2 separate regions of the Zea mays genome follow, and region 1 is linked to region 2. Evidence: chromatin contacts called from public Hi-C data. All regions are on one chromosome and are shown on one strand. The core of a region is the stretch at or near the end of the contact, and the rest is flanking DNA. Distances in the headings are between cores, read along the strand shown.

Evidence for each region. A called contact is a pair of places that touch in the nucleus more often than the background predicts.
Region 1: a contact with region 2 is called in a Hi-C map of endosperm, with 1.9 times the contacts expected there. The contact joins the promoter of LOC100282852 here to the promoter of LOC100273844 in region 2. A contact is called at or near these places in 11 of 25 Hi-C or Micro-C datasets (bundle sheath, ear, endosperm and 4 more).

Annotation. Positions count from the first base shown.
Region 1 is chr10:133,601,799-133,608,000 of Zm-B73-REFERENCE-NAM-5.0, forward strand. LOC100282852 reads left to right here and starts at 4,490. Exons shown (of 2, transcript NM_001155758.2): 1 at 4,490-4,674; 2 at 4,781-5,275. The coding sequence starts at 4,605. The coding sequence ends at 4,959.
Region 2 is chr10:133,473,135-133,479,518 of Zm-B73-REFERENCE-NAM-5.0, forward strand. LOC100273844 (Putative pentatricopeptide repeat family protein) reads right to left here and starts at 2,770. Exons shown (of 3, transcript NM_001360468.1): 1 at 1-2,770. The coding sequence starts at 2,698. The coding sequence ends at 392. LOC103641850 reads left to right here and starts at 3,945. Exons shown (of 3, transcript XM_008665165.3): 1 at 3,945-4,665; 2 at 4,734-4,851; 3 at 5,653-5,991. The coding sequence starts at 4,427. The coding sequence ends at 5,742. It also overlaps a transcript of LOC100193850 not described here.

The sequences.
Region 1 (6,202 bases), core at 3,240-5,739, 130 kb after region 2:
CTACTCTCAAAGGCAGGTAGGGAAACCTTGGTTAAAGTGGTGTTGTCTGCTCGGCCTATCTATCATCGACGGTCTTTCCAGCGCAGAAATGGTTACTTAAAAGAATTGACAAGTTAAGAAGAAGCTTTCTTTGGAAAGGGAATACTCCAAAATTTTGCAATGGGGGTCATTGCTTGATTAACTGGTCCACAACTTGCCTACCAAAGAATAGGGGGGGTCTGGGAGTTCTAGACCTGGAGCGTTTTGCAAGAGCGCTAAGGCTAAGATGGATGTGGCTAAGGTGGAAGGTTAAAGAAAAAGCATGGGTTGGCATGCATTTACCATGTGACAAGGCGGATGTAGATCTCTTTAACGCATCAACAATTGTGACTATCGGTAACGGGAAGATGGCGGATTTCTGAGGATCTAGTTGGATTGAAGGACAGACACCAAAGAATATTGCACCTAAGCTATACAAGAAAGCAAGAAGAAAGAACATCTCGGTTTTCAAGGCTCTTCGAAACAATTACTGGATGCAGTTCTGTGCGCCTTTCACTCAGGAGGAGGAAGTTAGAGAATTTGTCTTACTTTGGTTATCAATCAGCAGCACACAAGGCCTCAATGATCTTGAAGACACCATTTCTTGGAGATGGTCGGCAGATGGGGAATACAGTTCAAGTAGCGCATACAAAATTTAGTTCACAACGAACTTCTGTAAAATTCACATCAATCTCATTTGGAAAGCAAAAACTGAACCAAAATGTCGTTTCTTTGTTTGGACATTGTTGCACAACAAAATATTAACTTCAGACAATCTGCAAAAACGGGGATGGCCTTGCAATCAAAATTGTTCTTTTTGTAATGTATCTCCGGAGACAGCGGTACACCTATGTAAGGATTGTCCCTTCGCAAAGGAAGTGTGGAACATGATCCTGACTTGGGCTGATTTGCGATTCCTGGACGGTATTTCTAAGACTGGATCTCTGCACACGTGGTGGTTTAGACTGAGGATGCTTTGTAGTAAGCAATCAAGAAAAAGTTTCGATGGCCTCCTAATTTATGTCTGGTGGAGCTTATGGTTGGAAAGAAACAACTGAATCTTTAAGGGCCAGCAGAGAACGACAGAGCAAGTGGCGCAGCTGGTGAAAGAGCTCGTTGGTGGAGGTTTAGCTTGTCTGTAGCGGTTGGGGGCATGGTCAGGGGAGTTTGGGTCTTTATCTCTAAACGTCAGTGTTCTAACTAGGTCAAGTTTGTTAAGTTGTTTGGATCGTGTCAGTTGGTAAAGTTTTTTTTATCTCTTCTAATATATTGGAATGACAAATCTTTTACCTTTCCCTTTCAAAAAAAGAAAGGGACTCTAGCTGGGTTGGTTAGCTGGTCTAAGTAGCACTCTTCAGGTCCTCTCTTTTGTCTCACGCCAAAGCACAGGTCTAAGGCTCGGCCCCGGTCGGCGATCACGGTCACATGGGCCACGATGTCGGTATGTATGGGTGTTGTAGGGATTCAGGAGTTTTGTCGACCTATGTGAGAAGGTCTTCTTCTAAATACAATATTCGGGGGGCTGTCTTAGCTCCCACGGGTTGAGTTTTAAAAGAGAGGTAGTGGTGCCTGATGCTGGTGATGGAGGATGATAAGTGTAAAGTAAAAAATGCTTCCACTTCAAGGCTAACCTACCCTTCTGGCATACAAGGAAGTACTAAATTTATGATTAGGCCTTAAAATAATTTTATGTTCTTCATTTGTAACACAAGTAGATAACTACTGCTAATCGATGGTGTCACTCAGCTTGCAGTTTACTTTTTTCGCGCGAGTAATAAGAACTTAGACACTTCCTGTTTTCTGTATCAACATGTGCTCTCTCTGTAAGAATACTCGTAGGTGTCAAATGCCTTTTGTTCCCCGTGCCAATGGTACATGTGACTGGTTCTAACCTTGCCTTTTTATTGACTAACGTATCAGCTTGCAGCGATGAGGATTGAGGAGGATCACCCAACTGCCCGCTAAGAAGCGCCTTCACGGAGCCTTAGAATTCATAAGAACAGGATAACCAGATAATCTGTGGGATAATGAATTGCAGTCAAATAGTTCAGATAGTTTCGGTCAGCTTTGTGCATATGGTTTTCTATTAATCTTCATGCGGCCCATTGATGTCGTTGATGAACGGAAAAAGATCCTTAATTTTTTGGAAATCCGTTGTGTAGGCATTTTCGGGCGTGTATTCAGAATAACCTGTGTGATTGCTGTTTCTCACCGACACAAAGGCGTTTGGTCCAGGTGATGCTTAAACCGTACTGTAAACCCTAAACTCTAAGCATGTAACATAATCCAAATAGAGATAATAAATTATTGTGCTTACAGAGAAGTCTTCGGCGATCATAGCAAAACATTGGCGGCATAAAAAGCACAGCATGGGCATATGCTCTGGCTAATGTTCGTGGATTCGTGCTGCCATCAACATTTCTTTGTCCAAAATTTCCCCATGCTTGTGTGTCAGCGACCTATCGATCGAGCATGCTACATTACAGAATACTCCAAAGTTCTCAGAGATGCTGTCGCCATATGAACCTTTCATGTTTTTTGAGCTCATCTGTTAACCGATAGATAACATTATTGTTTCTACATGTTCCTCTAGCTGTCTAGCACGATTACTGGCGGTCTGGGAAGTGTTATTTGCAGAGAAGATATGCTAATACATATCCATTTCCTAGGGCAGCAAGTAACACTTGCCTGTTATTTCATTTGAGTAGCATTTCCTACTGATGCTAATTTGCTCCGGCCGGTGAATTTCAGGGATGGGATTAATTACCAGCCCCCCATATCACAACAGCGCGGGAGCACGTTTTGGTGCCCTTCACATATATGCAGGCAGTCAAAGATTAGCCCGGAGCGAGACAGATAGGAATTGGGAGTGAATCATCCTTGCTGTCTGTTCAGCTGTACGCCTGTACTGCTTTCTTTTTGGTAGTAGTATAATACGTACTTGTATGAGTAGACTGACGGCTGCTTGCTCGACAATTTATATCGTTATAATTTCAATTGGTTTTGCACAATAATGTACAGCAAAAAAAATCATTCGCGGGTAGCTTGTTGATACGTTTCCTTCATCGTCTTCTGATTTCTGAAATTGAGGTTTGGCAAATGCTCCACTGGGGCACGGTATATTCCCATTGGTAGCCCGTGAGCCTGATGGAAGTATGTTATATGTTGGTGATGAACATAATACATGCATATCTTGTTTATTTTAAGTCTCTTTGTTGTATATTGATCTTTATTTATATGGTTGTTATATATACACGTAGGCGGATTTGGGGTCTATTTTTATTTACTACTGAATTGTGTTAAAAAAAGGAACCTAGCTAGGGTTGAAAACGGAAGGATAAAATCTCGTCCCAACCCGTACCGTTTTCTATATTTGATCTGAACATTTTTGTATTTACGGAAGATATGGAAACAGGACGAAAACATGAGATAATTTATTCCGTCCGTTTTTGTGTGATCCTGTTTTTAAATTTATCCGGATTGAACCCGTATTTATTCCGTATTTGATAAATACGGAACGAGCCTAATATGCATTACTATATAAACTAAAGTCTCGTGTTTTTAGATGACAAATTATAGCACAAGTGGTCATTGTAACCATCGGTTCTTTTCAATGGCAAGTGGTCTAAAGTCTTAAACAACATCGAATATAGCTAAATGTACACCAATAGCGCAACCACAGAACAATAAAATATTGTCTCTCTTTATCTATTTATTTTATGTTATTGTCCTACCAATCAATCACTAGTTAAACATCAATAATATCTCTGTTTGTATTAAATTATGAGTTTCCGTTAGTATTTCCGTTTTCGTTCGTTTTCGTAATTCCGTTTATCCCGCTTCTGTTTCCGTTTCCGACTAATCCAGATCAGATCCTGTTTTCGATGATAAAATGTGGATACGGAAATGGAGAGGGGGTTTTCCGTGTCCGTTTTCATCTTTAAACCTAGCTTTATTAAGGTGGATAGTGGATACAAATACAAGCAATCAACGACTCAAATCGCTGATCATGTGGATTGTGCCGTCCCAGCAGTAATCACAAACAGTGGCATTGTCAGGTCGGTGGAGCAGTACAGCCGCCCGTGCTCTGGATCCGTAGCATATATGCCACGTACTGCACAGACATCCATCGAGGCGTGCACGATGCGCCACCTCTGCATGGGCCGCATAATACCATTTTTCTTTTGTGCAACCGTACTCTGTGCAGTTCAATTGTTGTACTCGTGCCGAGAGGCCCGAGACGAGACTGTCGGGACAAGGACAAGGACAGGGACAGGGACACGTCGAGCAAAATCTCCAGCCTTGCAGTAAAAAAATGTGCATGCTGACTCAGCTTTTCGATTCGATCCATTTGTATCGGCGAAAATTAAGCAAATACTACCGGCCGGACTTGGATTTCGAACAAACAAGCCCTTGCTAGCTAGGCCTAAAGCACTACTATATAAAGCAACCACTCTCGCCCCCCGTCGTCGCGCCGGTCATTCCAGGTGTGTCTAGTCTCTAGTCTAGCTAGGCACTACTCTAGCTCCCAAGTGGCCAAGTATACTCGCCAGAGTACGTAGAGTGTAGTTGAGCGTCGTCCAAGGATGGCGTGGACCTCCCGCCGCATGGTCGCGTCCGCGCTCGTCTTCCTGCTGATGCTGCTCGCCGCCTCAGGTGCGTGCGTGTGTCCTTAATTACTACGACCTAGCTAGCTCGATCGACGGCCGGCATCTTGTTTTTTTCTGACACGGAGCGCGGCCGTTGCTTTGCATGCATGCAGAGATGGGGACGACGAGGGTGGCGGAGGCGAGGCACTGCACGTCGCAGAGCCACCGGTTCGTCGGCGCCTGCATGAGCAAGAGCAACTGCGAGAACGTCTGCAGGACGGAGGGCTTCCCGTGGGGCGAGTGCAGGTGGCACGGCATAGAGCGCAAGTGCCACTGCAAGCGGATCTGCTAGTAATTAACTAGCCGGCTGGCCAGCGCATGCATGCACGACGACCGACCTACCTGCTGCTGGTCCGTTTGCGTTTGTTTCTTGTCCTTTGGGCCTTGCTGTGGCGCGCAGTCTTGCGTACGTGCGTGTGCGTGTGTCTTTTCAGTTACTCTCAATTAGTCATAGCAGACGTGCGTGGGTGCGAGCGTGTGTCTCGTTGCATTGATGAACCGGCTTCACGTGCTGTGGTTTTACAGTTTCTGATGTGTTTTAGCTAATCTCGAATAATAAATAATAAGGCCCCGTCTTCACGCAGTTGCGTACTGGGTGCTTACGTACATTGTGGTTGTTACTTTCGTCACGCAGTTGAGTGGATGTATTAGTCAAAAAGGCCGGAATACTGGTTGGTTGATTGTGGAATGCAATAACCCTTCGAAAACATCAGCTGGTTGTGGATGGGTCAATGCACAGAGAGTAAATGTCAGGGAATAACTACTGCAGACGACCACGAATAAACCGATCTGCATGGTGCATTTTTTTTTTTTTTTGCATCTGCTTATTATTCAGGCTGCGTCCCCTCTACATCCAGCCAAACAAACTTCTTTCTTACACAATCCTTCTGTTTAGTTGCTGTACACCGGTAGCCTGGATCATACATGAGCAGTGCACATGCTAGATCTGTACATAGCCTTTTATTTGGTTGTTTATATTAGTACATTCAGATCAGATACAACTCGTATTTGGTTATATGTATTACAACGTGTACTTAGAGAAGAGTGCACAAATAAATCTTCAAATATTATATAACATGTGTGGTCTAGTTTTGTTCGTACAAATATCAGAAACACAAATATAAAATCGGTTCCGTGATTATATCTTTTAATTATAAAATATAAAAAAGAAATAAAAAATGCAATCTCGAAGTATATGCACCTACCTTACTTTCGGCCATAGCTGCTCAGCTCTCTATATTCATACTCTATATCTCTATATTTGTGCATCTTTTTTTGTTGTAGGAAGCAAATAATGTATAAAATAATCTATACAAATTTTTATTCTTATTTGTAATAATACGTTCGATAACTAAGAAAAAAAATCAAATCAAATTTTATCTATATCTATTTTAAAATATTAAATTTGTCATAATAACAATTTAGATACTCACTTTTATCACTAGGTAAATGTTCTGAGTCTCACAGAGATGGACGTCTCTCATGTCACAACTCAGAAGAATATACTATATCATGATTTATAGTTGGGCCGGGTT
Region 2 (6,384 bases), core at 1,520-4,019:
TGTATTCAGTCCAACCGCAACATAAAGACATTTATCTCATGTAGAATAGTTCAACTCGTGAGTCGTGACTGAACCATGACTTATGGTTTCTGTTGGGTTTCAACTCTAGTCTACCCCAACTTGCTTGAGATTAAAAGGTTTTGTTGTTGTAAAATAGTTCAACTAGAAACCAGAGTCTGGAACCAAAGAAACAGGTTAACTTCTAGTCACAGACCATACCTTTTCTTCCATTCATTTAGGAAAGGGAAATCCACAACCTGCCGTTACTGAATCATCAAAATACAGCATAAATGTTAGCTTCAAGTACCTTATCGAGATAGTGAACCTTGATTTCCTTTGACAATTGGCAAAAAATCTTGTGACATGGTAAAAGATAGGAAGTCAGCAATGACTATTGAGAACTGACTCCATATTCAGCCAACATTTCTTCACTCAGCAAATCATAATATGTGTGGTCAGAACTAATATATTTACGTGAGTAACATGAAAGTTCTGGAATATAACCCGCTTTTACCATTTCAAATCCAATCAGATCCAGCATTGTGTACATTTCATCAGACTCTGGGTGCGATCTGTCCTCTACAATAAAGACTTTCAGCTCGCCCTTGAGTTTAATCCAACTCTTCCCAGGTGATTTCTGGACTCCGCTGCTTCTCATATCCTTCTTCAATCTTGCAAACTCATTCCAATTGCCAGATGAGGCATATATGTTGCACAAAAGGACATAGGCTGCTGAATGAGAAGGATCAATATTTAAAACACCTTCTGCTGCCCTCTTCCCCATCTCAACATCATTATGTGTTCTGCTAGCGGCTAGCAGAGTATTCCACATTATAATATCAGGTTCAAATGGCATTTGGTCAACAAATTTTGCTGCCTCACTTAGTCTCCCAGCACGTGCCAACAAATCAATGACACATGAGCAATGCTCTTTCGTTGGGACAATGCCATATTCAGGTTCCATAATACTGTAGTAATAGCAGCCTTCATCAACAAGTCCTACACGACTGCATGCTATGAGGACACCGACAAAGGTTACATGATTTGGCTTGACTCCAAGGTTTCTCATCCTGGCAAATAAATCAAGTGCTTCCTTTGCATAACCAAATTGGGCATAGCCAACAATCAAGCTGCTCCAAGAGAACACATCGCGGCCGGTGCCCATTATTTCAAAGAGCTTGTTGGCATCATCTAAACTTCCACATTTAGCATAAGTGTCAATCAGAGCATTACTCAGAATTGCATCACTCACCAGTCCAACCTTGAAGGCATATGCATGAACCTGTTTCGCCATTTCAAAGTAACCCAGCTCAGCAGAAGCACTCAAAACATTGTTTAGACTGATCCTATCCAGACTTGGCATTGAACTGTGCAAGAGTCTGAATAACTTAAATACATCTTCCATATGCCGGTGCTGCACACAAGCAGTGAGAATGCTGTTCCAGGTGACAACATCACGATCATTTGTCTCGTGAAAGACATCCATTGCAGAGGGGAAATCCAAACACCTTGTATACATGCTGATTAAAGAATTGCATACCATAACATCCCCGCCTAAACCTAATTTGACCAAGTACGAGTGGATGGATCTACCTTGACGCAAAGCATCACAGCCAACACACGCACATAACAAAGCCATAACCGTGATACCATCAGGCTTCAGACTAGAATATCTCATCTCAGAGAACAGAACCATAGCCTCACTAAGGAGCCCATCAGCAGAGAAAGCATTTATTAAGGAATTCCAAGAAACCAAATCAGGTGACTCAATTCTGTAAAACACCTTCATTGCTGAGTCAAGCTTATTGCAACGGGCATACATGTCACCCAGCGAGCAACCTGCGTATGAATTGCGGTCCAGCTTATACTTGACACATAAACCGTGAATCTGCTCCCCGTACTCCAAACTGTTAATAACAACTGAGCAGGCCCTAAAGACACTCCCAAAATGGAACTCATTGGGGTGGTGCATGCCCTCAGCAATCATCTCCCTGAAAATGTGAAGTGCGTCCATTTCACGACCTTGCTGTGCAAGCCCGGCGATAATTGACCCCCATGAAAATAAATCTTTGTCCCTAATCCTCTCAAAGAGCGCAAATCCATCCCCAACTGAACCGCTCTTGGAGTACATGGTGACGAGTGCGTTCTGCACGATCAGATGACCTCCGTTATCCGATTTTATGGCCTGCGCATGCACCTGCCTCCCTAGGCCCAAGTCCCCAAGCTCCGCGCAGGCGCGCACGGCGCTGCCGAGCGCAAACTCGTCCGGCGCGGTCCCCAACCGCAACATGGAGGAGAAGAGACCCATGGCATCGGCACAACGGCTGTTCTGCGCATGCGCCGCGATAACGGCGGCCCAGGAGACGGGGTTCCTGTCGAGCATCCCGTCGAACACCATGCGTGCGGAATCTGGGGCGGCGCAGCGGCCGTACATGGTGATGAGGTGGTTGCTGAGAATGGTGTTGCGAGCGAGGTATGCGGCGCCAGCAGAGGAGGCAAGGAGGTGACGATGGACGAGGCGCCCCTGCGGGAAGGAGCGGAGGCGGGAGCAGGCCGCGACGAGCGCGGCATAGGCAGCGGCGGAGAGAGGGTCGGGGGCGGATGCGGGGGAGAAGGGGAGCGACTCAAAGGCCCGGAGCGCGGCGGAAAGCCGTCCCGAGTGGTAGAACTGAAGGATGGTGCCGCTTGGATTCTGCATCTGCGGCGGCCGGCGGCCGGCGGCCGTTAGCAGTCGGAGCTGCTGGCGCCTGGCGGTGATGGACGCCGCGGCGGGAACAGAACCTCAGAACAGGTGTTTGGATGGGGAGAGCTAAATTTTAACCCGTCGCATCGAACGGTGGAATATGTAGGACTAGTTTGAGAACTTAATTTTTCTAACACCAACTGCAGCAATGGTGCTCTCTGTATCCATATCCTAGGGAGCGTCCTCCGCGTTTACGTAGGCAGAGCGTGGAGGCGTTTCCAGCAGGGACCGTATACGGCGCCATACTCGGAGGAGGGAAGGGCGGTCGTTTCCGTTGCCGCCAAAGGTCGGAAAACGGATCTCGGCCGAAGGCGACGGCGGTGAAGCTCGCTTCCTCGACGCGGTGGTACTGTTACTGTCCATGTTCGGCCGAGCTCCGGCGTGCTCCCCGTCTTCTCCATCATCGTCGTTCTGTTGCCGCTAAAGGTCCGAAAACGGATCTCGTCCGAAGGCGACGGCGGTGAAGCTCGCTTCCTCGACGCGGTGGTACTGTCCATGTTCGGCCGAGCTCCGGCGTGCTCCCTGTCTTCTCTATCGTCGTCGTCGAGGTACGGAACAAGTGGCGCTGGCCGGATCAGGCGCTGGCCGCTGTTTGGTCTCCCACAAATTACTGTTTGCAACTAGGGATGAAAACGGAAACAGTAATTTTCGGATACCGGGAATCGTTTTCGAAATTTTACCGAAATTTAGATCTAAACGGAAACGGAAACGGTTACCGAAAATACGGAAACGAAATCGGTAGAAAAAATCGGAAACGGAAACGGTTTAGGCTTTTTCCGACCGTTTCCGGAAATTACCGTTTTCATCCGGTATTTTACCGTCGGTAATAAATTCGGTATTTTTCAGAAAAAAATATTAAATCTGAGGTGACCTTTATAAATTCATAATAAATTCATCTTAGCTTAGAAAAATGTGAAACTAATTTTATTATTTTTCTAAAATCAAGATCTATCTAATGATATATAGTTTAGAATCGTTTGAAACTTTTATAAATCTTATTTATGTTTTCTTATCTATTATTACTCTTGATAGATATATTCATAATTTGCACGAGAACTTAAGAAGGACTAAGAGGACACTAATTATATTGACTATGCCAAGTAGTAGAGGTACAAATAGAATGTCAATGTCATATCATTATACATATCTTGATTCTACTTTATTTAAATGCATAATAATGATTTTATTATTGTATACTTCTTACCTTATATATTTATTGTGACCTCCTACCTTATATATTATTACTAATTTTATATGAATGTATGACTTGCGTGATTTTTTGAAGTAAATTGAGGGTACATGTTAAAGTTTTTACCGATTGAATTTTAGATTCCGATCGTAACCGGTGTAATTTTCGTACCGAACTTTCGTTTCCGATGTTTACGAATTACCGATGTCGTTTTCGTTTCCGGAGTTACCGTTTCCGATCTCGTTTCCAAGGAAAAATATGAAAACGAAAATGATTTTAGTGTTTACCGATCGTTTCCGACCGTTTTCACCCCTATTTGCAACTACACTTTAATCAAATTGATCCCAAGTCCAAATGCAGGGTTGCCCAACTAGCTTCGATTTGTGGGTCAACTCTTCCAACAATCGTGGACAAGAAATTTCGCGGATTTGGTAATTGAACACAAGCGGTTTGCAGAGGTGAGGTTTTTAGGTTGCAGCTATCCTACTGACAAGATGGCTTCTTCATCTAATCCGTGGCACCGACGTTTGAAACGCATGTACGAGGATGAACAAGTGCTACACATGCTTCATGCATCTACCGTTGCAGACGGGGAAGAAAAGCCACATGTGCATAGAGGATCGGTTCCAGGTAGACGTATTATTCATCGGGATAGGTCTTCAGGTTATGCTAGGCTTGTGGAAGACTACTTTGCAGACATCCCTGTGTACAATGACGACATTTTCAGACGACGGTAGTATCCTGGTTACCATTGTTTCATTTTCGTGGCAATATGATATGTAATGAAGTGTTCTTTTTCAGATTCCGGATGACGAAATCCATGTTCGAACACATAACAGAAGCTCTACAAGTGGTGAACCCCTACTTCAGGCAATCATACAATGCAGCACATCAACCCGGATTTCACCCCATACAAAAGGTAACTGCTGCCATTCGTATGTTAGCTTATGGTGGACCAGCAGATAGCCTCGATGAGTACTTACGGATGGGGGAGAGTACTATCCTAGAAACTGTTGCCCAGTTCACAAGGTCTATAGTACACTTATTTGGACCAGAATTCCTTAGGAAACCAAACGCACATGACATAACATCTTTGCTTGACGTTGCCCAAAGGAGGGGGTTTTCGGGAATGTTAGGGAGCATAGATTCCATGCAGGCAGTTGAATTGCTCGAAGTGCTGGTACTACGAGCCTTCTTTGCACGGTCCCTACCCATTGGTCGCACAAAGGTATCAGACGGTGAACCAAATTCGTCTTCCCCCTGCTTCGCCTGGGACCCGGTTTCGTTGACGTTGACATTCCCAGTATTATTATGTGGAGTTTCACAACTTGAGAGCCAGGTCGTCCATTTGACCTCTCGGTGAAGCATGTACCAACAGTGCATAAACCTAAATTGTTTCTTATGCATGCCTTCAAACATCTGTAGTGCATCTTTTACCTGTAAGTTTAGATTGATTAAACCCACCGTTGTTTACATGGTAACTAACATGTTTGAAAAGGATACGAATTCGTATACCTGGTCGTCTTCGCTTTTGCCACTTTGCTTCAACCTTATCACTTTGTTGTACGCAGCACAAAACTTCGTAGTGTCCCTTTGAATGTCGCTCCACCTGTGCTCCAAGGAGTTTGTGTCCTAGCATTAGTTGTCTTCTTGTGTTCATTGTAGTAGTCGCTGATGCGACGCCAATAAGCCTTTCCTAACTGATTCGTTCCAATTGCAGGATCTTTGGACACGTTCATGTAGGCAGATACCAGTATCTCATCCTCGGTCTGAGTGTAGTTTCCAAGCCTCTGAGTTGTTACTTTCTTGAGCTTAGGGTCAGTTGTAGTTGGAGTTGAATGCTGGCTGTCTTCCATGTTCATGCTCTTAGTAAAGGCAAAGTTCATGTTGCCTTCATCATCGATTTCTGTTAAATCTATGCCTTCTGTGTATGTGCATGGCACATAGTCTCCAGGGGCTTGTGAAGGTTGGTCGTAGTTGTAGTTCTCCATTCTTCGGTTGTCATGGCAATTTATAGAAGAATTGTAATTGAAGGAAGCAAGACGAAATAAATATAATACCAAATGATTGGATACATTATAACACATAGTCTGAACAACACACATGAAACAGTTTTACAATACCAGATGAACCATTAAAACACATAGTCTGAACAACACACATGAAACTTGTGCATACCAGTACTACAACCCTATAGTGAAACCTACGATACTCATATCGTGTTGTTTAGGACTAAACATCAACAACCCCTTGACTGGTCGCTATCATACTTAATTCCAAAATATTTTTCCAATATGTCGGCTTGAGTAAGGAGATCTGGGCTTGGGAGTTCCTCCAAATCATCTGCAGCTTCATCATCTTCAGCATATTGCAGGGCTTCATCTTGAATAATTTTAGCCCTCTTGGAGTCAGCATACTTTTTGATGGACAGAGCACACTTCTCAAGCATGTC